Linked DNA regions of Zea mays: region 2 is linked to region 1. A link is a contact called in public Hi-C data. All regions are on one chromosome and are shown on one strand. The core of a region is the stretch at or near the end of the contact, and the rest is flanking DNA. Distances in the headings are between cores, read along the strand shown. Region 1 has its middle 180 kb from the start of LOC109941549. Region 2 holds the start of LOC100284371.

Region 1 (4,959 bases), core at 1,527-4,026:
TATGGGCATGGATGGTGGCCGAGGTGGGGTTGATGAGCTAGCCGGCTTCGAGGAAATCGCTGCGGACGTTGCGCGCAAGCGAAGGTAGGGGAGAACTGGTCGCCGCGGATGACAGAGAGGTCCCACCCGCCAGCCACTTAGAAGCAGAAAAGGGAAAGAGGAGAGGGAGGCTTACAACTGGGTCCCACACGGAAATGGCTGAGTGGTCGGTGCTCACTAGAAGTCGCTGGAGCACCGGGCCCGCTTGCCAGGCGCCAGGTCGCGCGGGCGCAAGGGGTTGAGGCTGGGCCGCGCAACGTGGGAGCTGGGGAGAGTGGGCCAAAATGGAGGTCTGAGCCCAGTTAGGGTTAGGTTGTTTTTTATTATTCTTTTCTTTTTCTATCCCTTTTTTTCTATTTTCAAATCCAATTTGAATTTTGAATTCAAACTTGTACCAAATTTATTCTCAAATCACATTGTGAAATTTAAAATACCAATTTTAGGATTATAATTATATTATTTATATTTTTATATCATTTCTCTTCTTATTTTCAAAACCCTAATTTTTATTTAGGATTTAATCCAACCTTTAGAATTATTATTTTATTATCATTATCCTTATTATTTTATTTAATGCACAAACATATAAAACTCCAACAAGATGCACTTTATTTTATTTTAGTATTATTTGTTTTAATTAATCACTCTTAATTATATGTATGCTCTTTTTATGATGCAAATATGGCACATAAAATAAGAATATCCAATATAGTATCCATGTATACATTTTAGGTATTACAACTTTCATGTGTGGCCTCTTTTCTTTGATCTTAGTAGTGACTACTAATACAAGTTCCCTTTACGTCCTTTGTGTAAAGGTGAAGCCTTCGAGCTTTTTAGTGTTGGAAAACAGCTGGCTAGCTCTCAAACTAGAGATATGTTTCTCCCTGATGCTGAGATGCAGGAGTTTGTTCATTCGCTCTCTTATTTAATCCCTGTATTCCTTAACCAAGTCGGTTCATCTCGCATGAAGAAATGGATGAGCAACATGACCAAATGAATTTCTACCCAAATGCACGATCTCTTGTTAACCAGAGTGAACTCTCGACTATTGGATTGCCGATGGGTAATAAGAGAAATTACTCAATGTCAAAAGTAGTTCAACAAGTTGGTTTTACTAACTTGTAACTGCATTATGAACAAAGGCTGAGTTTAGAGATCGTTTTGTCGAGTTGTCTAAACTCACTTTGGTTCAACCCACCCTAAAGAAAGTACTTACAAGAATCGAGATTAAGTCGGCCAGTAACCACCTAATCATCGCTCTAGTCATGCCTCAATCGCCTCACGTGTGCTTTTCCAGCATGTGTGATCAAGTCGAACTATGGTTAGTGCTTGATAAAATGGATTGGTTGCGAAGTCAACATCAACGGATCTCTTCATTGATATTTACCGAGTCTCTATCATTTTCTTGAACTTGGATTTTTGGGCTAGCCATGGGTCAACTGTGATGTTATTCAACCTTCACACTCGTCTCGTGTGCTATGAACATACTGTGACCACTTGTTGGTAAACCCCTTTCTGTGTGTTTTACCCAAGAGGTTGCATCTGGTTCTGTTTGAGTAAAATCGCGTATTTACCGCTTGCCCAACAGACTCAGATAGTACAGTGTCATTTGAAAAAGCAAACTACACACATGGAACCTTAGGTGTTCCTCTGGCAGACATCGTCTCTATTAGTGGACATCTCTAAATTAGCTAAGGTGATACATGATATGTCCACTAGAGAAAGCAACATTCTGAGGCACTCGCCTTCGCTCAGGACTGTCTTATGATTACCGCTGATATGGACATGGGTTACATGCTTCTCTACTCTTAGAAGTCTTTCGTTTCGAATCTCGGGACGAGATTCTTTTAAGGGGGGGGGGGCTGTAACACCCCAGGTGTTTACCGTCTGCTCGACAACGAGTATGGATTTAAGCACATAATATCAGTGGATATAACGGATGCCAAATTTTAATCATTTTCGTCTATCGTGATTTTAATATCGCATCTGTTTTGTCTGTCGCGAGTTCGACATCATTTTTATCTATCCGGGCTCGTCCTAAATTTTCGTGATGTTCGGAACATCGTTGTTCCGAAAATCGGTGTGCCCAGTGATTATTTAAAATTCATCGCTCGCGCGAATACGAATTCGGAAGCTCGACCTCCTTTTACGCTTTTATCCCCAAACAAATTATTTAGAACTCGACGACTAAGTTTTTGGGGTGAAATAATTCCGTCTCTGCTCGTGAGCTGAGAAATCATGCGCGAGGTTATGATCCCATTCATTTTTCAGCACGCTATTTTGGTGACAAAATCATGTGTGCATTATCATATATGGTTTCGGCTAATATTAGTCGAATCACGTAGAGTAAATTATCGAAGCCGAAATCCATTTAATTCGGTCTGTTGCTTCTCGGCTCAATTTAAATCCTAACTCTAGAACTCAGATTAGATTTTCGCGGCTCGTGTCGCAATGATTCAGATTGACGTGCGTTGAATTTAAAATTCGAGAGTCAAACACAGATTGTTTAAAATATGGCAGTATAAATTCTAATCTAGACGAATCATAGTCATGAGATTCAAACCGGGAATAATTAATGTGTTAAAAATACATTGGGAAAGGATTAAAGAATAAAAAAATAAAGAAAATATCTTCTCTGATTTTTTTTTCTCATCAAGCCGTCTCTATCCTGATCTCCCGCCGGGCTCCCCTATTGATTTTTGTTTGCCTGGCCCTTATCTGGTCGCGTCGATATCTCTCTCTCCTTATCTCTTCCCCACGCGCTCCTTCTCCTTCCTCTGAACCGAGCGTCTCTCCCATGGCAGCCGCTCATCCATCTCCCTCCGCGCGCGCGCCTGGCTCGCCCTGGCGGCCTCTTCTTCCCGGCGTCTGGCCGGATCTTCCTGCTTGCTCCCTTCACCATGCGCCATTTCCTCTGTCCGGCGTTCTCCCAGTCGGTCGGAGCTCCCTGCTCGGCATCCCTCTCTGCTCGCCGGGGGACTCTTTCCCTGCTCCCCTGCCATGGCCGATGTGCCCCGAGCGGACCGCGCCCAGCCTCTTCAGCGCTCGGCTGGAGCTCCTGGCTTGCCCCTGGCTTCCCCGGTTTCTTCCTGCGCGCCCCAACCTTCCTCCCATGGTCGTGACCTCTCCTTGGATATCTGTAGGAAATAGTCGCTGCCCTTCTCTGGTGCTTGCTTCCCAGCTACCGTGAGCTCTGTTTCGCCGTCGCGTCCTAGCCGCGTCGAGCTCCCTGCTCCAGCTCGCCGGCTGTGCAGCTCTCCTCTGGTGCCTTGGTCGTGCGCATCCGCCGCTGCTTCCTGCGCACGCGTCGCGCGCTCTGGCGTCTACGCCATGCCGTGCTCCCCTGCGCGCCCAGTGCCGCGCGCTCTCCTTGTATCCACGGCGGCTATTTCCTGCTCGCCAGCGTGCCCTCTCGGCTCGCTCGGCCTTAATCCTCATCACGTCGTCTACCTGGCTGGTTGTCGTCGTTGCGTCGTGTGTGCAGCAGCCCTGATCTGTGCAGTCCTGCCCTTGTTGTCGACCTCACTCGCTACCGATGTCGCGGCTTGTGCATCTCGTGTTCGACGAGAGCCCTACGAGAGCCCTGAGTAATGGACATGCTTACGCTATTTGAGTCGATCCCGACGATCTATCCTCCAGATCTGCGTCACTTGTACTGAGCTCCGAAGCCCCTGTCATGTTCGACCCTGGAGGCCTCCAACTCGTCGACATCCCTTGCGTCGTCAAACGATCCCGAGAATTCGGATAAAGCAATAAATCTCGCGTGGTGCTCACCACGTGCTTGACGTAATGGCAGAATCGGAGAATCATTACCGATCTCGCAGATTCGTGTCAGCTGTTGGAACGGTAAGCTGATTTGCTATTTTTATTTACTGATCTCATGAATGGATTGGTTGAGTTAGTTGTTCGTGAAGATTGTTTTATTCTTAACACGGGTGCGTTGTCGAGGTATAAGATGTATGTCGTGATGCCTCGCTTCATGCATCAATGGAATGTGTACATACGTATAAAGTGGTCGTGTCACGCGAAACTCAAGTTTAAAATGATTATTGTGTAAGGAGAATTAATAGCGTGAAGAATTGATTTAGTAATACAAACGATTATCCAATAAGGCTATCATCGTTAATTTTGTAGGATATTTTGGTAGTCAAACCTGAAATGTTTGATTAATTGTTAACATGTAAAATATATGAGGTGTGAAATAAAATTAAATATAATTCTTAGTGAGCGATGTGGTATAATTTATAAAACGAGGGATAAGTTTAGAATTTAATTAATTAGATAAGTTGTGTTTAGGCTAATTGTATTAAATGTGTATAGTTTGTTGTTTCGTGATGTTTGCGTTAGATTCGGTTAATCTAGAGAAGCGTAATTATTACGCGTAGTCGTATATCGATAACTAGTATTTCCATATGAACTTGTACAACGCCTCGCCGCTAGGTGTTTAATTCGCTATCGCGTAGCACTATTTAGGTTTGTAATATTCCTGTCTAAATGCATTCATGTGCATAATGCATTTCATTCTGGTACGTGAATTAACCACGTGATGTGAAGAACCAGAACTGAGTCGACCACAAGATATCGCTACACGTGAACTTCTCCAGAAGATGAAGCTAATGAACTAATCTGAAGATGGACAGACGAAACAAGTATCAGAACAAAAGATGGTCGTCAAGTGATCGACGTCTAACAACACTAACGTAGTGTTTATTCCAGGCAAGCCCCGGTGCATTTGTCACCTCTTTGCTGTTTAAAATCTTTTATCACCTTGTTTGATGCATTAGGTGATAGGAGTTGTGTGCTAAACAATTGATGCATTTCCTTCCTTGGAAAATTGATTACCCTTCCTTGACACCCTTTTTTGAAAAGGATTTTATGATGCTTAGCCTTGCTCTAAAAAACAAAATGTTTTATTTT
Region 2 (4,959 bases), core at 1,014-3,513, 260 kb before region 1:
GCCCAACGGGCAGAGGCAGAACACGGAGCGCTGCATGTCTTCGTAGTATGTCGGTGGGTGGTCGGTCGAGATGTCAAACAGCGGGTTGTTCTTGAAGTTCTCCCAGACCGACGCGCGAGCACCTCTGCAGAACAGGCAATGCCATCAAATAGACACTAAGCCCATGATGCGATGGAAGGATGAGAAACGAGGGAGGTGTCAATTGCATTGCTTGTAGACAGATGTATGAAGTACCTCGCATAATAACCACCCTCGGGGTCATTGCCGGTGTCATAGAACAGACCTCGGAAGTACACGAAGATGGATCGAGGGGTGTCTGCAGGGATAAGGTGAGTCTGCATCTTCTGAGGAGGCGCGTATGGTGGGATGGTGATGGACCCATCCTTCAGGCAGACATGGTTCTTCTGTCCGAAGGTCTGAACCAGCGTAGCACGCTGAAGCAAGGGAAGGATTCCCCGTCCGATTGCTTTTTCTTCCTGATACAGTGGAAGTGTTTATTACAGAAAAATCAGATATTGAAACAGATAGTAAGAGTAGTCAATTGGAAGCTGAGTAAGTGGTTATTTCCTATAGGTGGTTAGTGAATGATGAATATGGACATATCTATAAGTAAACTAAAATCCGGGGCATGTTTATTCTAGAAGGGGCAAAGAACATATTGAGCCTGAAAACAAATTAAGTTAAGAGTAGTTGATTCATATTGATACAATCATCTTGATACCCCTATCGCCCCCATGATTACTGCCAGAATCAGATATGATCCAGCTGTTTCGACGCTACACACTACTAAACTATAATTGATAAATGCTAAACATCTAATCTTCGTTACTTCAAGGATACATAAATGCATGTAACCGCTACTTAATCTACTAGCATCGTACCTGATAATGAAAGCAAGCACCAAAGTCATGGGGCGTGACAAAGAAATGATCAGCGCCCTCTGATCTATTCCAGTAAGGCCAATTCGTAGCAATCAGCTGGATCGCGCTGCGCATCATTCGAGGAGACTTGAAAGGCAAGGGAAGACCCTTGGGGGTGAGATCGCATGTCGTGTATACGGGCGTGTAGAACCAATCTGCTTCCTCAGGATTAAAAGTTCGGACAGCACTCGACAACAGGAACCTGTGCATGAAGATCTCGGCGGCAAACATGTGGTTCAGGCACCTAGGATCCTTCTTCAGCAGCTTCTTGTTGTATTTGCTGGGGAGATCATAGACAAAGACCTTGAGCCTCCCAACAGGGTTATCTTCTAACACATCACCAGCGCTTCCTGCATTTTGTTGGCCACGGCATTAGGGCTAGCATAAAAGTGGGGAAAAGAATATACCTAGCTAAGAAAACCCTGAAGCAACGGTCCGCTAGCTAAGCAATCTGCATGTCTCAAACGAATTGTGTGCCTATGTTAAACTGAATGAATGATGGTTATCATCATGTACTATCGAATGCTCCACTGAGTACGATCCTGTTTGTCAAGCTTGATGGGTTACTTGGCACTACAGAGTGCATCAGTTGGTCAACGACAAAAAATTGAAGCGTGTATGTCAGCAGGAGCAGGATGTTCGGATAAAAAAGGTGTTTTTAACCAGATCAAATAACTATGAAAAGGACACCGAAGGATCAACCTGCATTCTGGTTATCTGTAACCCAGTAGCATATGGATTCAGGGTTCAGAGGCCAAACAGCTCAAGCTGTCATACTAACTTCTTGCTTTGCCAATTCACTAGAGAAAACGTATGTACTAGGAGCAAAAAGAACACTAGAGAATACGAGTAGCTCGATCCCTACAAACTGACAAGAACGTGCTCATCTAGATCAGAAGCAAGATGGAAAGGAACACAAGCATAGAGGGGTCGCGCCGCCGCCGCGTACCTTCGATCCGCTCGGTCTCCTGCGCCGTGACGGCAGCGATGCTGGAGCAGGCGAGAAGCATGGCGAGCGCCAGGGCCATCGCCGGCGCGCTCCCCTTCTCCATCGGTCCTCGCCCGCGCCGCCGCGTTCCCTCCCCGCCACTTGATGCTCGGGTGGTCAAGGGAACGGGGAGAGGGATCGAGAGGACGGAGGGGAAGTAGTAGGAAGCTAGTGGGTTCCTCGGCAGGCAAGGAGGAGAGGGATCCCCGGAGTCAAAAGGAACGGCAGGGACGTGTTGCTGTGCGCCGCGTGCTTTCTCGCTGTCGGCGGAAGAGGGCAGGGGCTCTGGGGGAGGAAGAAGAGATCCCACTCACAGGCAAGCCAAAGGGAAGCCTTTTCCCCCCATCCCACCAAGCTGTTAGCTGTGTTTGGTGGTGGGGGTGCTCCGGAGAAGGTGAGCGGTGGCTTTCCTAGGCTTTTCCCTTCTTCCTCTGAAAAATTCCAACAAACACACGCACATCCTCAGGAAGAAGAGGGAACCCGCGTAGAGATGGCAATGGGTACCCGCGACCCGATACCCGATGGGTATTTACTCCATTAGGGTATGTATGTGGGCTAAATATTCTACCCGTGGGTCTGTTATTGGGCAAAAATCTTCACCCAATGGGTAAACGGGTATTAGAACGTTCCACCTTCACCCATACCCGTTAACCCGTGGGTATAAAATACCCAATATAAACTTAGCTCAAGCATGAACTTAGACTTTAGTCATCCATCTTTTTTACTATTTAATAATCTTTTAGGTCATTATGTCATAGAAGGCTTAACGACAATTTAATGACCAGGTAATGGAACATGTAATTCACCCAATGTGTGTTGAATGGATGGTTAAATGATGCTAGAAATTTTGTAATGGTATTTAGATGGATATACTTGATATTTGTATAATATAATATTTTGATAGATGTTTAATTTTTGTGGGTACGGGTGACCCGATGGGTGACCCATACCCACGTGGGTATGGGTATGGGGGTAAATCCATACCCACCAGTGTATATGGGTGACCCGGTGGGGTTATTTTTTTGTCGTGGGTATGAGTATGGGGTAGTAATACCCGGTGGGTATTTACCCATTGCCATCTCTAAACCCGCGCTGTCTATCTGATTGTCCCCGTTTTCCGGCTGCCTTTTCCCTACTAATCAATTATTTTTAACTTTAACCACATTTATATAAAAATATTAATATCTATGATACATAATTAGTATCATTAGGTCCTTGAATCTATTTTTAGTAAAATTATTCGAAAATACAAATGTTGCTAATAAATTCAATAAATCTAGTCAATTTTAATAAAGTTTGGGTGACACGAATATCATAGCGACAAACATTTGTGAACGAATGGAGTACTATTAAAGTCATATCTAACAGATTCTCTATTTTATCACCTATTTTAAACTTTATTCTATAAATAGTATTGTCGGGGACCATAATTAGGGACCCTCAATACTCCTAATTCTCAGCTGGTAACCCCCATCAGCATAAAGCTGCAAAGGCCTGATGGGTGCGATTAAGTTAGGGATCAGTCCATTCGAGGGACTCGATCGCGTCTCGCCCGAGCCTAGCCTCGGACAAGGGCAGCCGAACCCGGAAGATCTCCGTCTCGCCCGAGGCCCCCCTCCAGCGGCGAACATATTTCCGGCTCGCCCGAGGCCCTGTCTTCGCCAAGAAGCAACCCTGACTAAATCGCCGCACCGACCGACCGAATCGCAGGAGCATTTAATGCAAAGGTGGCCTGACACCTTTATCCTGACGCGCGCCCCTCAGCCAACAGAGCCGAAGTGACCGCCGTCACTTCGCCGCTCCACTGACCGGTCTGACAGAAAGACAACGTCGCCTGCGCCGCTCCGACTGCGGTGCCACTTGACAGAGTGAGGCTGACATGCAGTCAGGCCTAGCCGGAGGCACCATAGGAAGCTCCGCTTCGTCCGGCCCAGGGCTCGGACTCGGGCTAAGTCCCAGAAGACGGCGAACTCCGCTCCGCCCGACCCAGGGCTCGGACTCGGGCTAAGTCCCGGAAGACGGCGAACTCCACTCCGCCCGACCCAAGGCTCGGACTCGGGCTAAGTCCCGGAAGACGGCGAACTCCGCTCCGCCCGACCCAGGGCTCGAACTCGGGCTAAGTCCCGGAAGACGGCGAACTCCGCTCCGCCCGACCCAGGGCTCGGACTCGGGCTAAGTCCCGGAAGACGGCGAACTCCGTTCCGCCCGACCCAGGGCCCGGACTTGGGCTCAGCCCCAGAAGACGACGAACTCCGCTCCGCCCGACCCAGGGCTCGGACTTGGGCTCAGCCCCAGAAGACGACGAACTCCGCTTCGCCCGACCCCAGGGCTCGGACTCCGCCCTGGCCTCAGCCGACGGCCTCCGCCTCGCCCGACCCAGGGGTTCGGACTCGACCTCGGCCACGGAAGACAGACTCAACCTCGGCTTCGGAGGAGCTTCCACATCGCCCAACCTAGGGCGCAGACTAGCCTCGTCAACAAGAGGCGCCATCATCACCCCACCCCAAGCTGACTCGAGCCACAGGGAACAAGACCGGCGTCCCATCTGGCTCGCTCCACCAGATAGGCAATGATGGCGCCCCGCATACTCTGTGACGACGGCGGCTCTCAGCCCCCTTATGGAAGCAAGAGGACGTCAGCAAGGACTCAACAGCTCCGACAGCTGTCCCTCCGCCAGGCTCCAGCGCTCCTCCGACGGCCACGACATCACACCAAGCTGGGTGCCAAAATCTCTCCAGCTACCACAACAGCATGTACTTAGGGCGCTAGCTCTCCCCCGCTAGACACGTAGCACTCTGCTACACCCCCCATTGTACACCTGGATCCTCTCCTTACGCCTATAAAAGGAAGGACCAGGGCCCTCTTAGAGAGGGTGGGTCGCGCGGGGACGAGGACGAGACAGGCGCTCGCGTGAGGCCGCTCGCTCCCTCTCCCGCGTGGGCGCTTGTAACCCCCTACTGCAAGCGCACCCGATCTGGGCGCGGGACGAACACGAAGGCTGCGGGATTTCCACCTCTCTCACGCCTGTCTCCGGCCACCTCGCTTCCCCCC

The links. Hi-C and Micro-C count contacts between places; a contact is called where the count stands out from the background.
Region 2: a Hi-C map of tassel shows a contact between it and region 1, with 1.8 times the contacts expected there. The contact joins the promoter of LOC100284371 here to the enhancer-like site in region 1. A contact is called at or near these places in 2 of 25 Hi-C or Micro-C datasets (ear and tassel).

Annotation. Positions count from the first base shown.
Region 1 is chr8:65,661,463-65,666,421 of Zm-B73-REFERENCE-NAM-5.0, reverse strand. No RefSeq gene overlaps it. Among protein-coding and RNA genes, the nearest start is that of LOC109941549, 180 kb to the right of the region's middle. Within about 2 kb of position 2,776, at least 13 of the 20 cell types and tissues checked have an H3K27ac peak or open chromatin away from gene starts, as enhancers often do. A contact at or near this core is called in ear and tassel, where this site is marked.
Region 2 is chr8:65,922,635-65,927,593 of Zm-B73-REFERENCE-NAM-5.0, reverse strand. LOC100284371 reads right to left here and starts at 2,263. Exons shown (of 4, transcript NM_001157266.1): 1 at 1,870-2,263; 2 at 882-1,270; 3 at 235-476; 4 at 1-124. The coding sequence starts at 1,972.